Regions from separate parts of the Mus musculus genome. Here region 2 is linked to region 1. Evidence: chromatin contacts called from public promoter capture Hi-C data. All regions are on one chromosome and are shown on one strand. The core of a region is the stretch at or near the end of the contact, and the rest is flanking DNA. Distances in the headings are between cores, read along the strand shown. Region 1 holds the start of Prelp (proline arginine-rich end leucine-rich repeat). Region 2 has its middle 4.9 kb from the start of Gm19497.

The links. Promoter capture Hi-C pulls out the DNA fragments that hold promoters and counts their contacts.
Region 2: a promoter capture Hi-C map of liver shows a contact between it and region 1. The contact joins the enhancer-like site here to the promoter of Prelp in region 1. A contact is called at or near these places in 3 of 39 promoter capture datasets (the HPC-7 cell line, cranial neural crest and liver), 1 of 15 datasets of contacts at CTCF or cohesin (the NIH/3T3 cell line), 9 of 484 Hi-C or Micro-C datasets (CD8 T cells, the HPC-7 cell line, the N1E-115 cell line and 4 more), 17 of 115 datasets of contacts at active chromatin or transcription factors (craniofacial prominence, differentiating embryonic stem cells, double positive thymocytes and 11 more) and 1 of 9 other capture datasets (adipose tissue).

The regions. Positions count from the first base shown.
Region 1 is chr1:133,917,808-133,923,697 of GRCm38.p6, forward strand. Prelp (proline arginine-rich end leucine-rich repeat) reads right to left here and starts at 3,594. Exons shown (of 3, transcript NM_054077.4): 1 at 3,448-3,594.
Region 2 is chr1:134,062,923-134,068,812 of GRCm38.p6, forward strand. No RefSeq gene overlaps it. Among named protein-coding and RNA genes, the nearest start is that of Gm19497, 4.9 kb to the left of the region's middle. RefSeq lists an enhancer at 1-3,250. Within about 2 kb of position 2,604, at least 159 of the 459 cell types and tissues checked have an H3K27ac peak or open chromatin away from gene starts, as enhancers often do. A contact at or near this core is called in CD8 T cells, the HPC-7 cell line, the N1E-115 cell line and 5 more, where this site is marked.

The DNA.
Region 1 (5,890 bases), core at 2,344-4,843:
GGGCAGCCCTGCCCCCGCTGCCATGGCTACCCAGTGGGAAGTACTACCTGCCTGTCTCAGACATGGGGTCCCCAGGCCTCCTTCTTCCTCCCTGAATCTGAAGTGGGAGACTTTCACTAGGCGATGAGGCTCAACCCTCTCCTCTCCCAGCCCCGGGCGGAACCAGAGATCTGTGTGCAGAGTGCACAGGGAACTGCTCATTGCCAAGGCCATTCTCACAGGCACATCCCTCTTCCTGCCGAGCCAGGCGGTCCTGGGCTTCTGGGAAGTACTCACTGCATGGCCATTCTCTCTAGCCATGCTCCCCTGCCTCAGAGCTCTAATAAGAGGCGCTGAGGCAAACTGGAGATAGCCCTACCCCAGAGGGGTTGTAGTCTCATCAACAAAGACCAGAGGCAGGGCCCTGAGCTCTTGCCTTCCACATCATTAGCTCCCTCCGGGTGGGTGGGGGTGTCTGTGCTTAAGATCTCTTATGCTTCTGAAAACATACCTCCCCGCCTCCCATTTAATTTGGATCCCTATTGGGCCCTGTTCACCGTCAATCAATGAGTACTCGTTGACTACGCCCCTCAGAAAGACTACATCTCTCAGAAAGCTGCTGGCTTTACCCAAACCCAGTTCATGCTCTGTATTTAGAAGTCTTTCTTAAAAGAGTTTACAATTCAAATTTCGGTTCTGACAGCGTGGATCTGGGCTTGAATCCTGCCTCTGCCTCTCTCTCCCCTTGGGCCCCAGGATTGACATCTGTATGAGGATGGGATGAGCTCACACATCTGAAGGCACGATCCAGAAACAAGACTCTGGAAATGGCAGGGACAATGTGTTTACAGAAGAGCAGGTTCTGGGAGAGGCTCCCTGAATTTAAAGTGCGGAAGTCCTCTTTCCCACCTGTCCTGTTTATGTGTTGTAAGAGCCCAGGGACTGTCAATGTTTGGACTCCTCCAGCGTAAGGCTGAGGTGCTGTGGGCCAATAAAGCCCAGGGTGAGGGGTTCTTCAAAATGCACAGCATGAACTGGGGTTGGGCAAAGCTCTCCTAGTTGTCGGATGTTAGTGGCACAAGCAACTTTAAAATGCAGTGTAGGTCAAAAAGTGCTAAAGCCAAGTTTAACACTTTTGCAGAGTAAACACCATATTCCGGTTTGAACAGGAAGAATGTAAACAGAATGGAGGTTGTATGGTTTTAGGGAAGGAGTCTGAAAGAACAGGCTTCCCATTCAGGGGAATGGGGAAGAAATCAGATGGACAGTCAGGTGATCTCTGAAAACTCACTGCCCTCTTTATCCACCTTTCTGCCTCTCTCCCTACCACCTTTAATCCTTGATGAAAGCCAAGAAGAATCCCTGTGATGCTGAATATGGCTATAGAGACAGATCCCACCCTGCAACTTGTGTTAGCTCGGGACTACTACACAAGCCTCAGTCTCCACATCTAAAAAACAGGCTTGCTGACCAAGTTTATTTTGGAGGTGCTAAAACCAGGGTTCTGTGCATATTATACAAGCATTCTACCACCTAGCTGCAGCCCCAGTCTGGATGCTGGAAGGGTTAAAATAGTTGATGTGCAAAGTGATTGCTCAGTGTGTATCCAGTGGTTGTTGGTACCACTCTGAAGTAATGGTTTTCCCCCCACCATCAGACTGCTTGGTTAACATCCTTCATTTCCCTACTGCTGGAGAAGAAGGGGTCCTTCTTACAGTGTAGGTACTCAGAGAAACTTCATTCCCTGTGTGGCTCAGAAGACTACATTGGACATTCAGTGTCAACTGATTGGAACTCCCCAGACACCCGTGCAAAGCCCGCTGTGTGTCTCCATCCTGACTTACTAACCCAGCTCTCCGCTTTCTGCAGAGGTGGGGACACTGGCTGGCAAATGGAAATCTCTCTTTTCAGCTGGTTGTGGCTTCTTCTGAGATCTAGGGCTTCTCCTTGTCTTTGTGGTTGTGGTTGTGGTTGTTGTTGTTGCTGTTGTTGTTCCTTCTAGCCTTGAGGTGCTCTCCTCAAGGAAGGTGAGGGTGGATAAGGGACATTATCAACTCGTCTGTCCTCTGAGAGAGTCAAATGGGACAGACCTGTGGGGTACGGGGAGAGAGAATCTAGAAGGGATGGTTGACAGCTAGTACTAGCTCTTGGGTACCTGGGACAGGTAGCTTAGCAGGTAAGAGGAGATAGACTAAGGTAGAATGTTCTTTGTAGAATGTTCCCCCGAAGTATGGTTGCCTAGTATGGATGATGTTAGTAATCACAAGAGAGTGCCTTGTTCCCTCCTGCAGTGGCTCTCAGCCCTCACTGTCAAGACTGCAGGGGCTCCTTTTTGAGGACACCACATAGCCCTTTATGTGAATCCCAAGGGAGTTAGGGGAGTCTCAGGATGTATTAACACAGCTCTGGACCTCTTGGGTTCTGTTTGATGGGTCTGTAATGAGTGTCTGTCCCTGTTTTACTAAAGCTTCCATATTCCCTGCCTACTGCTCAGGGCCCTCTGAGGATCAAGTAGTGCCCCCCTTCTTACTGCCATGGGGCCCCTCTATTGCAGGAGAGGGGGGAGCTGTGCAAATAAGACTCCCAGGTTCCCCTCCCTGCTTCCTCTACTTCAAGCCCCCTTACCAGCTGACTGGTCAGGATAATCTCAGAATAACTTCAGAGAGAAGAGTGTTTCTGACTATGTAGTGTGTGTGTGTGTGTGTGTGTGTGTGTGTGTGTGTGTGTGGAACTGTTAACTCAGGAGTTAGGGCCTCCAAGGCTTGCAGGCAAGCTTGACTTCTTTTTGTAAGAGCCAAGTGGTTTGGGGAGGGAGACAGGAATTCGGGCTGCTGAGAGGATACTGTGTAGGCTGGAGGGCCACTTTTCTCTCCCTTCTGCCTGATTAAGTTCAAAAGAAAGAAATTTTCAAAAAAAATCACTTGATTGTTCATATCCTCCCTGACCAGCCAAGGCGTGATTGTCTTTTGGCTCTGTCATCTCAGAAGGAAAACGCTGTCTCTGGTCAGGCAGTTGAGGAGGCACGTGAGAGAGTAAGAGACAAAACCCAGTGTGTGTGTGTGTGTGTGTGTGTGTGTGTGTGTGTGTGTGTGTCTGTCTGTCTATCTTTCTGTCTGTCTTCTGCAGTGCATGGTAATACATGAAAGGTGTAGAGAATTCGGTTCTAGTGTCCAGTTCCCATGGCAACACCTGCTCTGTTCAAATTCTGTGTGCGACACAGCTCTGTGTGCTCCACAAACATCTGCACTTAGAAAGTTTAACTTCAGCAGCAAGCAAACGCTAGGATGCAGGATGTTGGAGAGACAAGAGAGTGTCATCAGGAAATGAGGAAGGCTACATCTGAACTCTTTAGAGAGGAAAAATGAGAAGGAAGAAGGCCAGGAGGGAGGAAAGAAAGATTGGACAGAGCTAGAGAGAACCCCTGGAGGAAGGAGCCTTCTAGTCTTCTCCCCCACTGCCTGAACTTACCTGCACACACCTGCCTCTCCTCTGGACTCTGGGGCACTCTTCTGTTCCTCCCCACCCTTTGCTGGAGCTGTGGCAGCAGAGAGCCAGCTAGAAGTTCTGGTCTCCCAGTTGGTGCGTGTCTGCGTGTGTCTGCCTGACTTTTCTTCTACCAGATCCTATTGGGGTGGGGAGGTTAGTTTGGGGAGGGAGGGGCAGATCAGAGGGGGGAGGGCAGGGAGGAGGAGGGAGCAGAGGAGAGAGGGAGGGAGCTTGGGAAAGGAGAGATGACAACAATAAAGTCTTTATTTGGCAGCCAAAACTCCACAGACCTCATCCACACCCGATGCCCGCTAACGGCTCACTTTTAATAATGTTTCCTGCTGCTGCTGCTGCTCTGGAGAGGGACCGTTTGACCCGTGTTTGGAAACTAAGCCAAATCAAGAGAGGAAAGCACTTGGCAAGGCCTCTGCTTCTGTGCAGGCAGGGTGGGGTCGCTGGGTCCAGCCCTGGCCACTTGAGTTTCTAACAAGCGCCTTACTTCCCTGATGTCAATTCTTCAACTCACTGAGGAGCCACGAGACACTTTTCAGAGCATACACAGTGACAATATTTCCCTATCACAGCCCAGAAGCTTGCTAAGGGAGTGGAGACTCACTGTGCAGTGGGCTGATATAAGAGGTAACTACTGGTTTGGTGGCCACTCTGGCCTGAGGATCACACAGCCAAATTAAAGCAGGTTTCCAATTGTAAATCCGCAAGCCATTGTTCCTAGTTCCTGAGGACAGTGTTGGGGCTTTTCCTCCAGCTTTGTGTCACACACTCAGGTGAGGTTTGGGGGCTGTGTGGTCATCCCACAGAAACAGGATGATGCCAGGCTCCCCAATGCATATCCACTTCCTGGAAACCAATTCAAAAGTCTCTGTTATCTGAACAATGACCCCCACCCCCGTCCCCATCTGAAAAGTCAGGCACACTTGGCTTTAAGGTGCATTCAGTACAACTTCTGGCTCAGAACCTAAGGGAAACACTTACTCAGTCACCATTAGGTCATCAGAGACCTACAAAGCCCACAAGGGACTCTTGTCACTGTCCCCTAACTCTCAAAGTCCCCGGCTCTTCCACTCACAGGAAATAAAGTGTGTTCTTAGGCAAGTCACTTGATTTTGAGATGCCCCTATTTCTGTGTCTGTGTCTCAGGTAAGACCGTGGAGCTTCAGAAGGGATTGTAGGGAATCCTAGCCAGCGTAGAGATATAAATGTCACTCACTGCCTGTTTACCTGCCTTCTTGCTATCACAACCCCCAAAAGCCTGTGCTGGAGGGAGTTGTAGGGCCTTGCTTGTGTTAGGTCAGTGCTCTACTGTGGGGCCATGGACTGTGAGCCTGTTCCTTGGTCGAGCTAAAAGTTTGAAGCCCCAGAGACCCTGAAGGGATCTAAGGAGTTTTGCCTGTTCCCAGGCACCAGGCCCCTGTCACCAGCCTCAGCCTCCCTCCTCACCCCCATAGATTTGTGGCCATCAGTCACTTGGGGGCAATGCCCCAAGCCCTTCCACATGTAGATGAGGCATCCTTAACATCTCAGACCAATTTAATAGGAAAAGAGATGTGATCTGTGGCCACTTAGGCTCAAGGCAGAGATCTCCATGCTAATGAAATACCTAGAGGCCCAGAGGGCATGGCCAGTAAGATTCCCTTCCCAGATGCTCCTCCCTGCAAAAGGTATTTAATCTCAGGCCTGCCCTGAGAAGTGGGGTATGGTTTTACACATTTACTTTCCACCATGACAATAAATGGTTTGGTCTCTTCAGACATGGGGAGCCATGGAGAAGGCCTTTGCCTACAGAGCCACTGTCTAATCTCCCATAGAAGGCCTCTCGGTGCTCCCTGCCACAACCACCACCAATCCTGCCACCCATGAAGCCAAGTGGGACTAGCTGGAGCTCCTCTTCTGCCCCCCTGTTCCCTGGACCTGGCCTAGATCCAGCCCTCAGGCCCCCACTCTGTTCTCAGCTCTTCTGGGACTTCCAGGAGCACCTAGATGTCCAAGAGCCTGAGAACCCCATGGACCCTGACTTGTCATAGGCTCGGGCACCCCCAAGCCAGCTCCAGCTTTCACAGGTCTCAGACTCCCAGTGCCTCCCCGCATCCCACACCCGCCTGGCCCACAGCCCTACACTCTACCACTGAGCCGTGCCCATAGCCTTCAGATACACACAGGAGGCCATCACATCATCACCTAACACCCAGATCAACAGTTACCACCTCATGCTAGTGTGGTGGCTACTGCCAGTAATCTCAGCACTTAGGGCCTGAGGCAGGAGAATTGCTATTAGTTTGAGGCCAGCATGGAAAACTGAGTTAGACATTCTCAAACCAAAAAAAAAAGTAACTACTAAGTAAATAAATAATAACCGTGCCCTCATGCCAATTTTGTTTCTACTGTGCCCATTCCCACAAACCCTGCA
Region 2 (5,890 bases), core at 1,354-3,853, 140 kb after region 1:
CTAATAGAGCTTTTCCCCTGCTTTTGCCTCCTTGTCTGCCAAGCACAGTTTGGGGGTGAGGGGCAGTAGGGAGAAGACCATCAGGTCCACTATGCACTCGCAAAGGGACCGGGCAGGGACCGAACGGAAGACTGAAAAGAGGGGTAGACCAGCCTGGTCAGCCTCCGTGGAGGAGCTTAGACTTTAGGAAGTCAAAGTGAGGCTAGGAGGTGTCAATCACCTGAGCCGTGTGGGGCTTGGTCAGCCTCCTCACTCATGCAAATAACTCTGGTGAGTAGCCGAAAGTTTAGTCTAGACACAAAGAAATCGTGCGTCCCTCCTCCGGCTGCCCGTCCTCCCTCCCGCAGCCACCCGGCCCAGCGACAAAAGGCCGGGGCCCAGCGGTGCGTGAAGAGTGAATGGGCGAGACCCTGCCTAGTGACGTCCCACTAGACAGATGGCAACAGTTGCCCCGCACCAGTTGCAGGCCTCCTTTCATTCTCCCCACCCCCACCCCCGCCCCCCATAAAGGAGGAAGGCCGGGTGGCTCAGGAGCTCATCAGCTTCCCCCACCTCGTTGGGGGGAAGGGCGAGGCCCAGGAGGTGAGAGGCAGGCGAGCTGACGCTGGCTGTTTGGCTGCCAAACAAAAAGGTTGCTGAAAGGCCGGCTCCGGGCCCAGCTTGCCCATCTGTGCGCCTCTGGGGAGCTCTGCCCCCACGCTCCTCCTCGGCTTCTGGCCAGCCGTAAGCAGAGCCGGGGCCTCTGGGAAGAGAGACCGCGCTCTGGGGCAGCTCACTAAGCCGCAATCGTTGGGGCTTTGTGTTCTCAGGCTGTCACTGAGGGGAAAATCCCTTGACCTGCATTGTTTTTCCTCTTCAGAAATAGGTTAAATGGAAAATCCAAGCCCTGAGGGGCAGATGGAGAGCCGAACTCTGTGGTTAACTAACAGAGGGAGTCGTTGGGAATGGGCTAGTAGGCCAGAGTGGAAGCTCCCTTCTCAGCTCGTCCTCTGCTTGCTGCGACCAGTCATCCGGAGGCTGTCTCAGTTGCAATTTCCTCTGCAAATTGGAGTAACAACACCCACCACTGGTACCTCCCAGCATGGCGGAAACGGGCTGCTGTGCTAGCCAGTTCTCTGTAAACAGCAGAGAGGCCGTGGGAATACAAGGGTTTATTCTCTGTGTCCACACTATCCCGGAGCAGGAATGGCACTTTAGTTTTGTTAAGTGACTGAGACAGCAGAGTAGAGAAGTGACATAGACATCTAAGAGAACAGAGAGAGCCTGCACCAGGTTCCAGAATCCCAGATCCATTGCTCCTCTTTGTCTGCCTTCAAACATCAGTCTATCATGGTGGATATCTGGCCAAACATGTGTGCAACTCTAGATTCCATCCCCCAACTCCCATTCCAAAACTAGACCATTAATTGTGAGGATGAAGAGATGAAACTGTTTCATGGCCTAAGTGTGCCCGAGTTATCATCCTGATACCCTTGGGCTCTGGCCTGAGTACCCTCTATGCCCTCTCTGCAGAGGGACTGAGCCAGATGGGGGAGGGGTCAATGCTGAGGGAGCACCAGGGAACCATGCCAACTGCCATCAAAGCTCACCTCTGTGTTACCACTTTGTCTTGCTCTTCTGCCCACCCTAACCACACCTATTGTTCACTTTGGCCAAGGTGCACATACTCCGGCTGGTCTGCCTTTCTAGCCTTCAGCAGTAAGTCAGTAAAGATGTGTCCTCCTGCAACAGTACTTCTCAAGACATCTCTTTCCCAGCCCTTGCTCAGGCTCACCTCACCCATGTCTGATCATCCCCTTGCCCAGCAATGATGGTGGCATTTGGATAGAATGCATTGATCTGTGTTATTCCCTTAGTTTGCATTTAATCCTGAAGAGTCAGCACCTTGGGTACAGTACTTTTATGTGTAATTACCCTGCCATCTCCTGCTGACTGGTGACATCCTGAGGACCAAACCCTTGTCCCCTGCCCCTTGGCCAAACCCAAACTCTGTGCAAAAGTCCATTTCTGCACATAAGAGGCTCCCATCCAGTGACACTCTGCCTGCCAGATAAAGGACTGAAAGTTGAAACCTTATATATGGTCTTTCAAGCTGTCATGTGCACCCAGCTGTGTGTAGCCCTGTATGGCCCCTGGACTCTGAGGCTGACAGTAACCCTCATCAACCCTCAAATTCACATAGCACTGTGATCTTAACAAGTGTGTTTACAGCCTGTTGAAGCCTTCTGGGTATCTTTGAATACTGTCCTATTGTATTAGGACATAATCAGTGCTCCATTTTTTCCCCCTGGGTGGTGCCAACAGGAAAGCCTATTGACCAAGCAGTAGCTGTGACAGGGAAGTGATTTGCCTTTTGTAAAAACAAGAGAAGCCACTAAGCCCTGAGCCTCCACCCTGAGCTGGACTGGTAGGAGAGGAAGTGGGTCACAACCAACACAGGAGTTTCTGTGTTTTGCATTAGGGCTGGGAAGTCAGGGGCTGGAACTCTGTGCTGAGATGAAGCAATCAATCCATCCAGCTGGTTGGTCTGTATTGGACTAGGAGTTTTCTGACTGGAATGAGTCAAAGGGCAACGGAGACTCTAGTGCATGCCTAGGACCAATAGGCTGTTCCCTACAGCCAACAGCCCTTGTCCCAACTTCCTGTTCTGCTCCGTGTTTAGTACAGACACTGTGAAGGGTGAGTAATCTCAGAGCTGATCTCATAACCCTTCCGTTCAGGTTCAACTATGACAGATAAACAAAGACAACACTATAGAGAACATGTGCACACCACACACACAAGCACACTCACTCACACACACAGATGCAAGCTACCACTGCCAAAGGCAAAGTCGGGCATGGTGGCACATGCCAAGAACTCCAGCACCCCAGAGGCAGGAGAACCACTGCAAGTTTGAGGCAAGCCTGAACTACAGAGACCATGATTCAAAAAAGAAAAGAAAGAAACAAAGAAAGAGAAAGACTGCAAAAATAGCAGGATTCACACACACACAAAGTGTAGGGAAATATAGATGAGTAGTAGAGAGCTCCATTAGCTTTCAAGAGGCCCTGGGTTCAATCACCACCGCTACCACCAAGATAAAAACCACTATAGAAATGGTCACAATGGTCTGAGAAGAAGCAAGCGGTCTAAGCCTGGGCATAAGAGATGCGTAAGGACTGGATTCCAGACTGGTCACCTTTTCTACTACCTGCAGAGAGTAAATTGTGATGTGGTATAAATTCCCTGCCTTTCAGACCAGAAGGCTAATGGCAGCAGGGAGAGATGGGAAAAAGGCTGGATTCAGCATGGCTTTGATAGTAATAATGATGATAATGATGCTTCCTCATAATCTCTTTACCCTCTTGCTTTCTGCCTCTTCTTTCCTCCTCCTCCTCCTCCTCTTCCTCCTCCTCCTCCTACTCCTCCTCCTCCTCCTCTTCCTCCTCTTCCTCCTCCTCCACCGCTGCTGCTTCTGTTTATTTAGGCAGTCCTATATTTGAGTTTCCTGCCATTTGCTAACAGTGTGTCTGTGGACAGTTTGCTTAACCTGAGCCTCTGTTTTCTGACTGATAGCCTAATAATGTCAACCCCACGGAGCTGCCCTGAGGGTTTAATGAAATGAGGTACATCCCACTAATGTCATGCTTTATTATGGGTTTTGTCAGCCGTCACAAACTTAACCCCAGCAAAGGAGAAAGGCAGTAACACTCTCATGCATCCATTTACAGCATTGCTGAAGTCCTACTATGTGCCAGGCCCATTGCAAACATTACAAACACAACACAGGATCCAATCCCACAGCCCTGACCTCTTAGAGTTAACAGCCCGGCAGCAGAAGAGAGAGAAATGAAACTATCATGCAGAGATGTATTCATTTCAACTCAGATGAAGAAAATGAGACCAAAATCACTACCCTGCCTACCTGGGTGAGCGGCTAGGGAGAGACCTCAAACTTCTCAGGTTTGCCCCAAGCTGCCTGTGGCTGGGATATAAGGGTTAGAATCAAAGTAAGAGGCATTTAGGTGTTTCAAAGCATGAGATATGGATACTGAGACTTTCCCAGGATCTCCTGCAGACAATTCCATCTGTCTCATGGCTGGGGGGTGAAGTGGGTGACCTGGTATGATCTGAGGTTCTTACACTGGGATTTGAATTAATAATGGTCAAGGTCCTTCCTTGCAGGGGTGGGGTGGGGGAGATTTGCCCTCACTTTAAGCCCTGAGCCCTCATTTCCCTCCAAAGGGGAATTGGGATCAGAGATGTGAATGCTCCCTTCCTCGTGACTCACCGGCAGCCCTGCCCTGCCCTCCCTCCTTATCCATCACTGTTTACACACTCTCTTAAAAGTCAGGTGTCAAGAGGCAGCTGCTGTTTGTGGTCTATTCTCCTCAGATACAGGAGCACGGACCTCCCACGGCCGGCTGCCATTGGCTAAGGAGAAACCAGAACTGAATCCCTCCTCGCTCCAGCCAGCAAATAGAGAGGGTACAGGAAACACCTGGAGGAGAGGGCAGCTGGCAAGGGAGCTTGCCTCTGCCAAGGAGAAGAAAGGTTTAGGGGTATAGAGCTGGGGGAGGGGCCCAGTGCTTAATCGCACTGTTCTTGGTATCCACCAGCTGCCCAGAACTGACAGCTGAACTACACAAGTGATGCTGCCCCCTGCCCTACCCCCACCCGACACCACACACAGACACACACACACACACAGACACACAGACACACACACACACACACAGACACACAGACACACACACACACAGACACACACACAGACACACACACACACACACACACAGGGTCGATCCTCTTGGGCACTAGCTTTCACAGTGCCAGGACAAGAGCAACCATCCAGAAAGACTCCTTGGAGGGATTTTCATCTGTTCACCTCCAGCCTCTGACTTTGAGTCTCTTTAAATGGAGTAAATTTGAACCATGGGTCCAAAGCATGAAAACAGATTCCTTAAGGGATGTACAAGCTCGTCTTCCAGGAGCACATGTCCACTTATTTGCAAACATATGCATCTAGCTGTCCACCTGTATATGCCCATTTGCTACATAGTATCTCAAGCTGTGGCTCAGAGTGGAGCCGGCTTAACTAGAAAAGCAAAAGGAACTCCCCGGTCCTTGTCCACCCAGAAGATGTTGGCTAGCGCGGAGTAAGCAGACTCAACTTAGGAAGCTCCTTCGCCCTTCTTAGAAGAGTCCCCTAAGAGAAGTGTCTCTTTTAGACCCAGAAAGGGAGGATGGGGAAACCTTACAGAGCAAACCTTACAGCTGCCTGTAGCCATTAAGTGGTGTGTCTTTTCATTTGACTGCCAGTGACCTTAGGCCCACTCTGCACAAAGTTCTGGACTAACACACAAGCCATGAAGGGGAATAAAAGACTTGAGGTCCCTGCTGTAGGGATGCTTATGGTGGGCAGTTAGAAATAGGACCCAAGCTTGTAGATCCCCACGACATCGACAGGATAATACAAGAACTGCTCCTCGAAGCTGGGGGCGTAGCGCAGTTGGTAGAATACCCAGTTGGCAGAACAGAGCTCTGGGTTTGGTCTCTAGCACGAAAACTAGGAGTGGTGATGTCCACGTGGAATCTGGCAGTCAGAAGGGAGAGGCAAGAGCATAAAAACAAGCCCAATATCACCGCCAGGTACATTCTGAGTTCAAGGCCAGGCAGGGCAACGTGAGGAAAAAACGAGAGTATATACTAATTGCATTTAATATAAGTTTAAACAGTAGTAAAATGTGTGTCCATCATAAAGCTCTGGAATGAGGCTGTGTTCAGAAAGTGTGCGCAGCTTTCCTAAGCCCCGAGGTAAGTACATACTCAGCGGTCCGTGCAGTCACTCGGTGCACGCATCAGAAGAGGCAAGACGAGGAAGAACAAGCGTGCATTCTGCTTTTGT